3 separate regions of the Sus scrofa genome follow, and all the other regions are linked to region 1. A link is a contact called in public HiChIP or PLAC-seq data. All regions are on one chromosome and are shown on one strand. Each heading gives the region's core, a stretch centred on a gene start, on an enhancer-like site or on the middle of the called end of the contact. The rest is flanking DNA. Distances are from core to core; before and after follow the strand shown. Region 1 holds the start of BRF2 (transcription factor IIIB 50 kDa subunit). Region 2 holds the start of RAB11FIP1 (rab11 family-interacting protein 1). Region 3 holds the start of ADGRA2 (adhesion G protein-coupled receptor A2).

Region 1 (4,415 bases), core at 971-3,470:
ATACAGAAAAAGTGTTTTATAAAATTCAACATCCATTTACAGTAAAAACTCTCCAGAGTGTGGGCATAGAGGGAACATATCTCAACATAAGGAAGACCACATATGACAAACACAGAGCTAACATCACATTCAACGATGTAAAGCTGAAAGCCTTTCCTCTAAGATCACGAACAAGACAAGGATGCCCACCCTCACCATTTTTATTCAACAGAGTTTTGGAAGATCTAACCAGAGCAATCGGAGGAGGAACAGAAACAATAGGAATCCAAACTAGAAAAAGAGTTCCCGTCATGGCTCAGTGGTTAACAAATCCCATATCCATGAGGACGCCGGTTCGATCCCTGGCCTCACTCAGTGGGTTAAGGATCCAGCGTTGCTGTGAGCTGTGGTATAGGTCGCAGACGTGGCTTGGATCTCACATTGCTGTTGTTCTGGTGTAGGCCAGAGGCTACAGCTCTGATTCAACCCCTAGCATGGGACCCTCCATTTGCCATGGATATGGCCCTAAAAAGACAAAAGAAAAAAAAATAAAATTATATTAAAAATTAAAAAAAAAAAAGCGGAAAAGAAGCAGTAAAACTGTCACTGTCTGCAGATGGCATGATATTCTACATAAAGGGGTCAAAGGAGCCATCATGCAGCTCCCAGCAATTTCTGGTAAACCTGCCTCAGATATGAGATGCACAAATAACAAACCTTTCTATAATGACAACAGCGACACTTAGTGAGGACATTTGGGAGGCACAAAGTCACTTATAGAAAGAAGTCACATTTCAGTGCCCCATCTTTTGGAGGCTGGTTTGATTTGTGGCCAAGCCAAAGTTTGCATCTGAGCTCCTTAGTCTACCTCAAACAAATCCCCAAGCAAACCTGAATCTTCCACCTAATTGCTACCTCTCTTAGAACCATCTCCTCGCTCCCTTCCTTTCTTTTTTTTTGCCATGCCCGTGACATGTGGAAGTTCCTGGGCCAGGGATCGAACCCATGCGACAGCAGCAACCCAAGTCATAGCAGGACAACACCAGATCCTTAACCAACTGAGCCACCAGGAAACCCTATCATCCTTTATTTTTAATTACCATTCTCTTCAACTCAGCCTTACACAGTAATGCTGAAAACAGGAAAGATAAGTAGATGGGCTGGACCATCAGGAGAGTTTTCTTTAAAGCACTATGTCATAAAAGGTTTATTCTCACCTCGTTGCTGGCTGCGACTAACTTGTTCATTTTCCCCTGTGCTTCGGGAATATGTTACTTCTGTAAGATAATGGGCAACAAATAGCTTGTTTAGCCTCCACGTGCCACACCCTTGCCCTCCCACCACACAAAACCCAGGAGCCAAACCAGGACGCATCCACTTCTTGTCCCATCTTTGCACATTAAAGGTCCATCTGATTTTCTATGACCACAAACAGTACCCAATACAAAGAAATTTAGGAAGATTAGGACTGCACTAAAGCAGCTCCAAGTGTTCCAGCCATCTCTCTTGTACATCCAATTCAGGCAATTTTCCTGACTGAATATTCTGAGGGTTGCATTGGTCACAGACTTGAAGAGCAGAGAGGGAAGAAAAAAAAAAAAAAAAAAAGATGCTTTTGCCAATTAGTGCTCAAAACTACTTTGCGGTAATAGTATTTTCTGTATTCGTAAAGAATTGATCCGCAATCCTTCCACCATGCCCAGACTAGGTAAATTGAGTGCAGCTTTCTCTCTTGATTTCATTTATTCAGCGTTTATTAATACCAAATACCTTGCTAGAAAAACACAGATAAACCGCAGTCCCTGAGCTTCTACAGCTCACTCGTTCACTTTAGGCCATTTTCTCCCGTGCATGTGACCAGGAAAAGGCAGGAGATAAGAATCTCGACGTCAATCACTCCACTGCCCCCAGGCTGTTATCCATTGCCCTGGAAAAGCCCGCAAGGTACCTCGGAGGTTGCCCTCATCACTGAAGGTGGTCGTAAGGACTCCCTCGGTGACCACACAGCCGCAGTCGGAGCACACCAGCTGGCTCTGCGAATAGTGTGAGTCTTCCACCAGCTCAGTGGAGCCGCAATCGGGGCAGCGGCCTCTTCCCGGCATCTTACAACCCGTCCAGAGCCGAGGAAGCCTTCGGGTAACCGCCCCTAACGTCGACAACAGCAACAGTGTTGCAAACAGGAAGTAGGAGCGGAGCTTTCTAAGGCCTGCACCACCTCCTTCCGGCCAGCGTGACAGCCGTACTATGGGTAGTTCCTCCTCGGCCACGCCCCACTTCCGGTCCTTTCCTCTGAGGACTCGGGTAGAAATGTGAGCCAGGAGACGGGGGTTCCTGCTGGACTGCGTCTTCGGGTTCTCCGCAAACTGTAGTTAGTTTGAGGTGGGCTAGACTAGCAGTTGCATTTGGGTGAGCTTTTTACATGCATGGATACGCATAATATACAAGAAAATTGTTGCCATCCACAAAGAACTCTTTTTTCTAAAGCGCTAGGGGAATCGTAGATGCTCCATTTCCCTTTGGTAAGGAACGTTGATTTGGGCCATGGTACAAAGTTTGTGTCTAAAAGGGAGAGTGGTCTAGTGAGAGGGCAGGGAACTGTGTTCCTTCCAGAGCGCCTTCACCTCGAGCCAGTTGTCTCTTCTCTTTGCAGTCCATTTTTCTCAACTGTGGAATAAAGGAGTTGAATTAAAATCCAGAGTGGCACCCTCAAATGCCTTCAGAGGCTAGGCAAAGAATGTCTAAAGGAGTTGGAGAGAAAGAATATGGGGTGGTGAGGCCTTTGGCAATCTGGAGGGTTCAAGCAGATGCGGATGTTTTTAAAACCTTGAGCTTTAAGATGCTCCAAGATTCTAGCTCCAAAGTTCCTAGCATGGTATATAGCACAGATCAAAGAATCTTGAGGAAAACTGTGCCGCTAGCAGTGTTATAGAAACCAAGCTTACCAATTAGAGATTTTGTATGTCATGTTTGAGCATAAATTAAAAGTCATCAAAGAGGTATTTTCTTTTTCTTTCTTTCTTTCTTTCTTTCTTTCTTTCTTTCTTTCTTTCTTTCTTTCTTTCTTTCTTCCTTCCTTCCTTCCTTCTTCCTTCCTTCCTTCCTTCCTTCCTTCCTTCCTTTTGTCTTTTTATGGTCCTACTCACAGCATATGGAAGTTCCCAGGCTAGGGGTTGAATTGGAGCTGTAGCTGCTGGCTTACACCACAGCAACACCAAACCCGAGCTGCCTCTGCAACCTATACCATAGCTCAAGGCAACACCAGATCCTTAACCCATTGAACAAGGCCAGGGATTGAACCTGCGTCCCCATGGATACTAGTCAGGTTTGTTACCACTGAGCCACAGTGGGAACTCCCAAACTATTACATTTAGAATGGATAAGCAATGAGGTCCTGCTGTATAGCTCAGGGACTTATATCCAATCACTTGTGATAGAACATGATAGAAGATAATATGAGAAAAAGAATGTGTATGCATGTATAACTGGGTCACTTTGCTGTACAGCAGAAATTGACAGAACATTGCAAGTCAACTATAATTAAAATGTTTTTAAATAAATAAATATCCGACTGCAGCAGCTTGAGTCGCTGAAGAGGTGCAGGTTCAATTTCTGGCCTAGTGAGTGGGTTAAATGGCTCGGTATTACACAGCTATGGCATAAGTCCCAGTTGTGGTTCAGATTCAGTCCCTGGCCCAGGAACTTCCACATGCTGCAGGTGCAGCCATAAAATTTTAAAAATACAAATAAAAATAAAAACCAACCAGGAGTTCCTGTTATGGCTCAGTGGTCATGCACCAGACTAGTATTTGTGAAGATGTAGGTTCAATCCCTAGCCTTGCTCAGTGGATTAAGGATCCGAGCTGTGGTATAGGTCAAAGATGCAGCTCAGATTGGGTATTGCTGTGGCCGTAGCGTAGGCTGGCAGGTGTAGCTCTGATTCGACCCCTAGCCTGAGAACTTCCGTATGCCATGGGTAGGGCTCTAAAAAGCAAAAACAAAAAACAAACAAACCAAACCAGGAGTTCCCTGGTGACCTAGCAGTTAAGGAATTTGGTGTTGTCACTGCTGTGGTTTGGGTCACTGCTGTGACGTGGGTTCAATCCCTCACCCAGAAACTTCTACATGCCATGGGCTTGGCCAAAAAAAATAAAAAGAGAGGAGTTCCCGTCGTGGCCCAGTGGTTAACGAATCCGACTAGGAACCATGAGGTTGCGGGTTCAATCCCTGGCCTTGCTCAGTGGGTTAAGGATCCGGCGTTGCCATGAGCTGTGGTGTAGGTTGCAGATGCGGCTCGGATCCGGCATTGCTGTGACTGTGGTGTAGGCTGGCGGCTACAGCTCCGATTAGACCCCTAGCCTGGGAACCTCCATATGCCGCGGGAGCGGCCCTAGAAATGGCCAAAAAGACCAAAAAAAAATAAATAAATAAAAATAAAA
Region 2 (4,415 bases), core at 585-3,084, 41 kb after region 1:
GTTGATGCCATAAAGATACCCCATCCATCCTCATCTCAAGGCCCTCTATTTTTATCTGATTTGAGTTCAGAAATGCCTGTTCATCGTTGACCAGATAAGGAAAGCAGGTATTATGTGCACAAGCACCAGACAGAAAAAGGGCTCTGGTAATTTCAAATCCTCTGGCTTTTCTGTCTCCTTCATGAGGGAAAGTTAAAAATACTGTTTATATCTAAAATGCACAATGTGAATCAGAATGCCTCATAAACTGTAGGGGTTAGGTGGTAACATAACTGCACATTTAAAGGCCAGCAAAGTAACCAGGTTAAGCTAAGAAAGCGTGGCTAGGTTCTGGTATTTTAGATGAGCATAATCAAATGTTCCATTCCAAACACCGGTGAAAGAAACAAACAAATGGGTAACAGTCTGCAACCAACAGGGTTTTCCCCCCGCTTTCCCTGCTGGAGGGTGATTCATGAAAACAGAAGTCCTGATGGGGGTAGGGGGGGAGCTACGGGGGAGCAGTCATTCCCACTCCCACCCCCCACCCCCGTAGGACCAGAGAGAACCTGAGAAACTCCAGCGAGAAACAATGCCTACTCCCAGTTACTTGGCCAAGGGCAGGCCCTGGCTCCAGCCATCACTGGGAAATCCTTACTAATTTGGGGGCCAGGGCAAAATGGGTCAATATTTTTCGGTCTGAAAGTTAAACCAAACCGTTGTAGCATTCTTGGAGGAGGCGAGGGAGGGGCAAATTCTCTAGACCAACCCCTGACCCGGTGGTGAGGTGGGGCGGGGGTGGGGGTGGGGGACAGCCCTCCCAGGGCAGTCCTCATTCCCCAGCCTCCACCGCCACCCACCCGCATCGCAATGCCCCAACTCGGTCCCTGGGGGATCCTCTAGTGTCTGTGGGTTTCACTGCTCCAGTTAGCCCTTCCAGCGTCCTGGCCCAGCCATTTCCAGCTCAGTGTCCGGTACAATGAAATACCCAGGAGGCTTTCCACGGAATCCAAGGCGTATATCAAATATACACGCTACTCAACTAATAAGACAAGTTCGTCAGCCCACTGCTAGTTTCAATTCATCAAAAATTCATTAAGTGATTACGAAGTTCCAGGCGCTGAGCGCCCTCCTGCAGATTAAAAAACGCGGCAGGTACCTCCACCTCCGTTTTCAAAGAACCCACGTACTGGGAGAGCTGGGGCGGGACAGCCCAAGAAGAAGCTGAAGTGAGAATACTATTACTGGCCGAGGGGATCCCTCCCGAGAGGCCTCGTTCCGTCAGTCCCCTGGGGGGAGGTGGTGGGGGGACGGGGACACACTCTAAAAGGGTCTCACCGCCCAGGCCAAGCGTCCTCCCCGGCCTGCCCCGCTCCGGGTCCTCGCCCCCGCACTCACTGGGTCTTTCTGCGGCCCTGGTCCCGGTGCAGCTCCCGCAGGTCCACCTCGGCGCGGCCCAGGAACTTGTCGAGGCCGAGCAGCGCGCGGTGCAGCACGGTGAGCTGCAGGGTGGTGGCGGCGGCTGGCACAGCCTCGGCCGACAGCAGCGGCGGCAGCTCGAAGGTGGCCTCCTCCCGCCACACGGGCGCGCCCAAACTGCGTTCGGACACTGAGGTGGCGTACTTCTCCTTGCCCACCTGGATCACCGCGTACGCGTCGCTCGTGCCCCCGGGGCCCTTGGCCCGAAGACCCCGCGCCTGCAACACCGTCACCTGCACGTGCGTTGGGGACCATACGGGCCCTCGGCCCTTGCCCGCCGAGGCCGCCAAGGACATGGTGACGGCTGTGCGATCCAACCGAAAGTGAGAAGATAGCCGCGACGCGCGGCTTCCACAGCCTGCCCAGCCGCCCCGACCTCTTTAAGGCTTCCGGCCACGCCCCCTCCTGGACACGCCCCCTCCACCCGCCCCCACCTGCCGGGCGGGCCCGCCTCCGTCGCGTACGCGAAGCTAGGCTCTAGGGGCCCGGGTGGGGCTAGCGCTTAGTGGGCGGGGGCGGGGCTTGGAGAATTCCGGTCTGAGAGTTGGTAGGTGAGAGTTGGGGTCTTACTTGCCAAAGGTCGCATGGCTCAACCGGAACGGAACTGACCGAAGCAGAGACTGGGAATGAGACCTCATTTCCAATCTGGCCTCGTCCAAGTGGCAGGTGTGTGGCTTTGCACAGATTACTTAAAGCCTTGGAGTCTCAGTTTCTTTGTATGTAAAATGAGATAACAACCACCTCGTAGAATTGTTGCCAAAAAAATGTCACCTGGCCCAGGGCGAGTTCTCAGTAGAGGGTAGCTATGAAGGTGATAATGAATGCGATTCCGAATTCACTGCTCTTTCTACTTTGGTCGCTGGGGAAGTTACTCTGGAGGAAAGTGGGTCCAGGGATGGTGCCAGGTGGGTGGCTAAGGAGGAGGATTTTTGATGGCTACCTCAAAAGGGGAAGGTAAAGGAAGGGAGCACTTGAGGTGGTGTGGGAGTGTTCTATTTTGCCGCGCCTTCACCAAAAAAGGTGAAGCCAAGAGGAGGGAAGTCAGAGAAGGGAAGGAAAGGAGGAACTGAACGGGATTGCCAAATGGACCTCGGGAGCAGAGGCCCTTCTCCCGCAGTTCCCTCTTTCTCAGGTCTGGACCCTCTGCAGTCTCTCTTCACCCTCTGGGCTCCCAGTCAGGCACCTCCTTGTTCCCAGGGTCCATTGGATGGGCGATGCCCTTCATTTCCTGTATCCTACTTCAAAGGTTCAAATATTGATCAACAGATTGCAGAGGTCACTTTGAAGGGTTTTAGGTTTTACAGTTAAGGAGAGTCCTGGAGCAGATAAGTGATTCGTTCAAGGCTCTACAACAGAGCCAGGACTAGAACCCAGGTGTTCTGACTCCCATGCAGTCTTTCTATTGCATCCTTTGATTCTTCCAGATCCTCAGAGCTCCAGTCTCGGGTTGCTGTCAGTTTCCCGCCAGATCTCTAGATTCCTCTCCCTCCAAGCCACACTACACACAGCCTGCTCCAAATCCTACCATGGTGCCTCCCCACCAACCGCATTAACTTCAGTCTTGAAAGAGATTCAAGGCATTCCTGTCTGGGGCCCACTCTGACTCACTTCTCTATCTCCTAGACAAACTATAGCACTGATAATCTGTCCCATCTGTCCCACGGCTGCCCTGCCCACCTTTGCCAACCCACGTCCTACCCCCTGCAAGGCTTTACTCAGATTTCTCCAAGGTTTGGCTTCCCATAGCCCTCTTCAGGGCAGAACCACGTGCTGACTTGTCTCCTCCAGAGCCCCTGACACAAACCTGGACACACAGTAGGTACTGAAGAAGTGCTATGGAATTGAAGAGTTGGCAGGTTATCCCACACTACCATAAGTACATAGTGTTTCTTTTACATCAGATATTAGAAGACTAAAAAAAAAATTTATTTTTTAGATCTTTTTTTAGGGCCTCACCTGCAGCATATGGAAGTTCCCGGCTAGGGGTTGAATCAGAGCTGTAGCTGCCAGCCTACAACACAGCCACAGCAATGCCAGATCCAAGCCACATTTGTAACCTATGCCACAGCTCACGGAAATGCTGGATCCTTAACCCCCTGAGCGAGGCCAGGTAACAAAACCACATCCTCATGAATACTAGTCGGGTTCTTAACCCACTGAGCCACAACAGGAACTCCAAAAAAAAAAAAAAATTTAAGAAATTAGAAAATAGGGAGTTCCCATAGTGGCTCAGCAGTTAACGAATCTGACTAGTAACCATGAGGTTGCAGATTTGATCACTGGCCTCACTCAGTGGGTTGAGGATCCAGTGTTGCCACAAGCTGTGGTGTAGGTCACAGACAAGACTTGGATCCTGAGTTGCTGTGGCTGTGGCCGTGGTGTAGGCCGGAGGCTACAGTTCCGATTGGACCCCCAGCCTGGGAAACTCCACATGCCGCAAGAACGGCCCTAAAAACCAAAAAGAAAAGAAAAAAATTAGAAAATAGACATTATGCCCCAGGTTTGCAGCTGAGGGGTGCTGCAGTGCCGGAAAGACCTATTTAGTACGTTGTAAATATTTAACGGTGATGGGAAGGGGAAAGGAAAGGAGGCAGCAGACATGTAAGTGGCAGGAAAAGCCTAGCAGAACCCTGTTGTTTTGGTACCAATTCCCCTGCTTGACCATCTGTTAACCTCATCCAACCTCATGGCTCCATTCATTACCATGAAGATTTATTGAGAACTTAGCTGGCCCAGTGTGTGCCAGATGCTACAAACAGAGGGCACAAAGCCTTCTGAATGAGACCCAGTTGCAAGAGCACACCTCCCAAATGCTATAAATGAAGTCCTGTATCTGTAAAATGCTGTGGGTGTTTTAAGAGCAATTTCTCTAGCAGGTGGATTTGTAAGAAGGAAGTGGCATTGAGCTGGGCCCTAAAGGAGCCAGACATGACAGGCAGAGAAGAGGACATGGAGAA
Region 3 (4,415 bases), core at 1,415-3,914, 43 kb before region 1:
ACAAATACCATATGATATCACTTATATCTGGAATCTAATATATGGCACAAATGAAACTTTCCACAGAAAAGAAATTCATGGCCTTGGAGAATAGACTTGTGGTTGCCAAGTGGGAGAGGGATGGAGTGGGGTGGTTGGGGAGCTTGGGGTTAATAGCTACAAACTATTGCCTTTGGAATGGATTAGCAACAAGATCCACTGTGTAGCACTAGGAACTATGTCTAGTACTTATGATGGAGCATGATAATGTGAGAAAATAGAATGTGTACATGTATGTGTAACTGGGTCACCATGCTGTACAGTAGAAGAAATTTGTATTGGGGAAATAACAATTAAAAATAATAATAATAATTAAAAAAAAAAGGTATCGGAGAGTTCCCATTGTGGCTCAGCAAAAAATAAACCCAACTAGTATCCATGAGGATGCGGGTTTGATCACTGGCCTAGCTTGGTGGGTTAAGAATCTGGAATTGCCATGAGCTCTGGTGTAGGTTGCAGCCTCAGCTTGGATCTTGGGACCCGGCATTGCTGTGGCTGAGATGTAGGCCAGCAGTTGCAGCTCCAATTCCATCCCTAGCCTGGGAACTTCCTTATGCCGTGGGTGTGGCCCTTAAAAAAAAAAAAAAGAATTGGAAAACAAGATCCTACCATATAGCACAGGGTACTATATTCAATGATCTGTGATAAACCATAATGGAAAAGAATAGGAAGAAGAATATTTATAAATATGAATATATACAACATATGAGGAATTTTTGTTGTACCGCAGAAATTAACACAATATTATAAATCAACTATACTTCAGTAAAATTAAATTTAAAAAAAAAATTTAAGTTCCCAGCGCTGGCTCTTTACACCTCAGACATTGTTTCCTCACCATACTTGTAAAATGGAAAGTCACTCGAGCTCCACTCATCTTCCTGAGTGAGTATAGAGGCCAAAAGTGATGATCAACAGGACAGGACAGCGTCCTGGAAATGTCTCCACCTCATTCCCACCTGTGGGAAAGCATCGCCTCATTAAATGTCAGCCTCAGAGAGTGGATGTTGCAGTGGAATTCCTTTCCAGCCTCTGAGTGCCTTCACTTAGCAAAAAAAAAAAAAAAAACAGAAATGACAGAAAGACTGTGTGACCCAGGCCAGAGGCCTCCTCTGCTCTGGTCTCTGAGAAGTTCCCTGGCCTGTGAACCAGAGGATTGGGTGGCAGGCCTGCCCTGGGCCGTGGCTCTGTGACGACCCTTCCTAGGAATGCAAGCCCGGCCCCTGCCAGCCCTGCAGAGGGCTCCTGCTGAGGGAGGCCCGTCTTCTCCCTTCCTCCATTTGCAGTCACTATTTATTTATCTTTGGAAGTTGAAGGAACCAGAGCCTGCAACTGGGACAGACCTGTGGAGCCAGAAGGAGCCAGTGTCTGGGCCTGGCATCTGCCGCTCATGTGAGGGAAAGAAGCCATTCCCAGCAAAGGGGGTGGGGGACCCAGCTGATATGCCACTGTACTAGGAAAGGTGCCACATACACCAGCAGAGCCAAGGGCACACAAAGACGGTGACGGTCACTACAGTGGCCGATTCGGTGGCCCAGCGAAGGATGGGAAAAGGAGCTCTGCCCAGGAACCCCTCAACCCTGGTAGCCTCATCTCCACAGCAAAGGTGCCATTTCTACTCCTCACCCCCAGCCTGCATCTCCCTGCAAGTGTCAGAAAAGGCAGCCTCTGTGGGAAGACAAGAAGCAGACACATTGGGCCACACTTCATTTGTCCCTCTGTCCCAGCTTGTGTTTCAGTCTATCTGGGAATCAAGGTGATTTTCAAACCCATCTGAGTGCCCTCCCACCACCACCGCTAACCAGTTTTCAGGCAACAACTTGCATTCACAAACTAGGGGGCAGGCAGGGCCCCACTTTGACCCCCAAGATTCTACCCCCCCCATGTGTCCTTAGAGCTGCCTAGAAAGGGCCCTCCTGACTGGGTACAGTGCTTTTTCCACTCCCAGCACACACCCCTGCTTTTCCCTTCTCCATCCCCCCCATTCCCACTGTTCCCCCAAACACACACGTGGATGTGGAAAAGGTAGGCGGTGGCAGATCTAGCCTGTCTGCCTTGGCCTTTGACCCCTCCTAGGCAGAAAGACATGCACCCCCCACTGGGCGAGGTCAGCCAGCAGCAAGGAGGGTCTGAGCCTCCTAAGACTTGGCTACGATCCTGCAGTGAGTGCCGGCCTCCAGACTGGCCCATCAGGTCAGGGGTCAAGGGAAGCCGAGCCTCAGCAACCCCAGAGCAGTGAACAAAGTTAAACCAAAACATGGACATCTCTGGCCAAGCCCGCAGGTCAACGAAAGTCCCAGAGATATGGGGTGCAGGCTGGACAGGAATGAGTGAGGGAAGATTTTGTGAAAAGTGACGGCGGTTGGCTTTGAGGTCGGAGATGGGTTGTCAGGAGGAAGATTCCTGCCTCAGGGGAGAGGGGCGGGAGTGAGAAAAAGTCTACATTCAAGGCGGGTGCAGGGAACTTGCGGGGCCTCAAGCCGGCTGGCCCGCTCAGGCTCCGAGGAGGGCAGAGGCCTGGCTGCGTATCGGGAGGCGCTAGGGCCTCGCGGACGGACGAGCTGGCGAGGGGAGGGCGCCCGCTCGGGAGGGAGGGAGGGGGCTGGCGGCGGCGGGAGCGGCGCCGCGCCGAGCTGCCTCCATCCATGGCACGGAGCGGCGGCGGCGGCGGCGGCGGCGGCGGCGGCAGGAGCCCGGCGCGATCCGCTAGGTCCCAGCCCCGCGCAGAGCGAGCAAGCGCCGCGGAGGGGTCCGGCCTCAACCGGCCCGGGAGAACCGCGCAGAGACTCGGGCCGCGACGCCTGGGGCCGCCCGCGCCGCGCTGACAGCCGCGCCCGCGTCCTCCCCGCCGGGGCGCTCGCCGGACATGCCCCCGGGGCGCGGCGGCGGGGACCCCGGGGCTTGCCTCCGCCCAGGGCCCCCCGCCCCGCCCTCGGGCGCCCCGGGCCCCCGCTGAGCACGCCTCCCGCACTCTCGGATCCCTCTGGCCGGCGCGCAGACGGGCCCCAGCGCTGTCGGTCCCCGCGGGGCGATGGGCTGATGGGCACCGCGGGACGCAGGATGCGGGCGGCGCCCGCGCGCCTGCTGCTGCAGCTGCTACCCTGGCTGCTGCTCTTGGTGCCCGGGACCTGGGGCGCGCCCGGCTGCCCGGTCCCCATCCGCAGCTGCAAGTGCTCGGGGGAGCGGCCCAAGGGGCTAAGCGGCGGCTCATCCAACCCGGCACGCAGGAGGGTGGTGTGCGGCGGCGGGGACCTCCCGGAGCCTCCGGAGCCCGGCCTTCTGCCTAACAGCACCGTTACCCTGTGAGTACCAAACTCGGCCAGCCCAGCCCGATCCCCGACGAGGGGACGAAAGGAAACCAGACGGGAGGGGTGAGAAATGGGGGACCGAGAGGATGCCAACACTTCAGAGACTCTAGGACAGGCCTGGTCCAGAAGAAGAAAAGGGAGGCTTGGAGAAGCAGGGGGAAAATTAGAGCTCCAGGGGTGTCGAATGAGGAAGGAGCATGGCGTGGAGTGGGGGTGGGGGCGTCCCAAAGAGAGGCAAGGCGGACGCCCACTCACCTGCACAGGTGAAGGGGAATGCGCGCTGGCGGGACGCCCACGCCCCTTGAGTTTCCAGCCGGGGCTGGTGTTGCGGACTTCGGGGACCTGAAGTGGGCAGGCTCGGGGAAGGCTCAGGGAAGCTCGACGCCTGCGGCCCAGTAGGTGGTTGTGGTCTTTACCACCGCGGACGCGTCCCTGGCGGCACGCCGATTCACTCCGCGGGCCTGGCTCCTCCAGTTGGGGGCGCCCCATTCGACCCTGAAGCCTGCCAGCCCCGCTTGCAGATCTTCTCTCTAGCGCAGGCGGGAGGGTGGGCTCGGAAAAAGTCTGTCCTCGGGGTGCAGGCGCTTCTGGGGTGAACAAGACCCCAGCGTCCCGATTCTTCTCGGGCCCCTCTCCCGCCCGCGCGCATCTGTGAAGTGAGCTCTGTTTTGGGTCCTGCATCCGTCCCTCTTCTTTCCCTCCCCGGATATAACACGAGCTTTGGCTGTTTCTCGATTGACTTCTTCGCGTAGGGATTGCGAAGACAGAAACCTGGCTGAGGTCGGAAGGAGGCTGCCTGCTAGGCTCCTTCGGTCTTCCCAAGTTTCCCTTCTCAGCTGGGGCCTTATTAAACTCTCACTTTGACGGCAACTAGCGCGGCCGGTCGCGCCGCAACCCAAACCCAAACCTCCGCGAGGGGGGTCCGAAATCCCGGCAACAGCGAGAGAATTAGCGACCCCTCCCCACCGCGACGATTTCCTGCGCAGACCACGTGCTTGCAGCTCCACGCACGCGGCGGAGTGGAGGGTCCGGCCCTAGCGGCGGCCCCTTCCTTTCCTGTCCCGGATC

What was found. HiChIP or PLAC-seq counts read pairs in DNA pulled down with a chosen protein or histone mark.
Region 2: an H3K27ac HiChIP or PLAC-seq map of alveolar macrophages shows a contact between it and region 1. The contact joins the promoter of RAB11FIP1 here to the promoter of BRF2 in region 1. A contact is called at or near these places in 1 of 5 promoter capture datasets (liver), 20 of 47 Hi-C or Micro-C datasets (alveolar macrophages, blood, embryonic fibroblasts and 8 more) and 1 of 2 datasets of contacts at active chromatin or transcription factors (alveolar macrophages).
Region 3: a contact with region 1 is called in an H3K27ac HiChIP or PLAC-seq map of skeletal muscle. The contact joins the promoter of ADGRA2 here to the promoter of BRF2 in region 1. A contact is called at or near these places in 10 of 47 Hi-C or Micro-C datasets (adipose tissue, embryonic fibroblasts, epiblast stem cells and 6 more) and 1 of 2 datasets of contacts at active chromatin or transcription factors (skeletal muscle).

The regions. Positions count from the first base shown.
Region 1 is chr15:48,566,012-48,570,426 of Sscrofa11.1, reverse strand. It overlaps BRF2 (transcription factor IIIB 50 kDa subunit), which reads right to left and starts at 2,220. Exons shown (of 4, transcript XM_003133367.6): 1 at 1,928-2,220; 2 at 1,197-1,256. The coding sequence starts at 2,081.
Region 2 is chr15:48,524,802-48,529,216 of Sscrofa11.1, reverse strand. RAB11FIP1 (rab11 family-interacting protein 1) reads right to left here and starts at 1,834. Exons shown (of 5, transcript XM_021076260.1): 1 at 1,378-1,834. The coding sequence starts at 1,754.
Region 3 is chr15:48,609,283-48,613,697 of Sscrofa11.1, reverse strand. ADGRA2 (adhesion G protein-coupled receptor A2) reads left to right here and starts at 2,664. Exons shown (of 20, transcript XM_003133366.4): 1 at 2,664-3,341. The coding sequence starts at 3,079.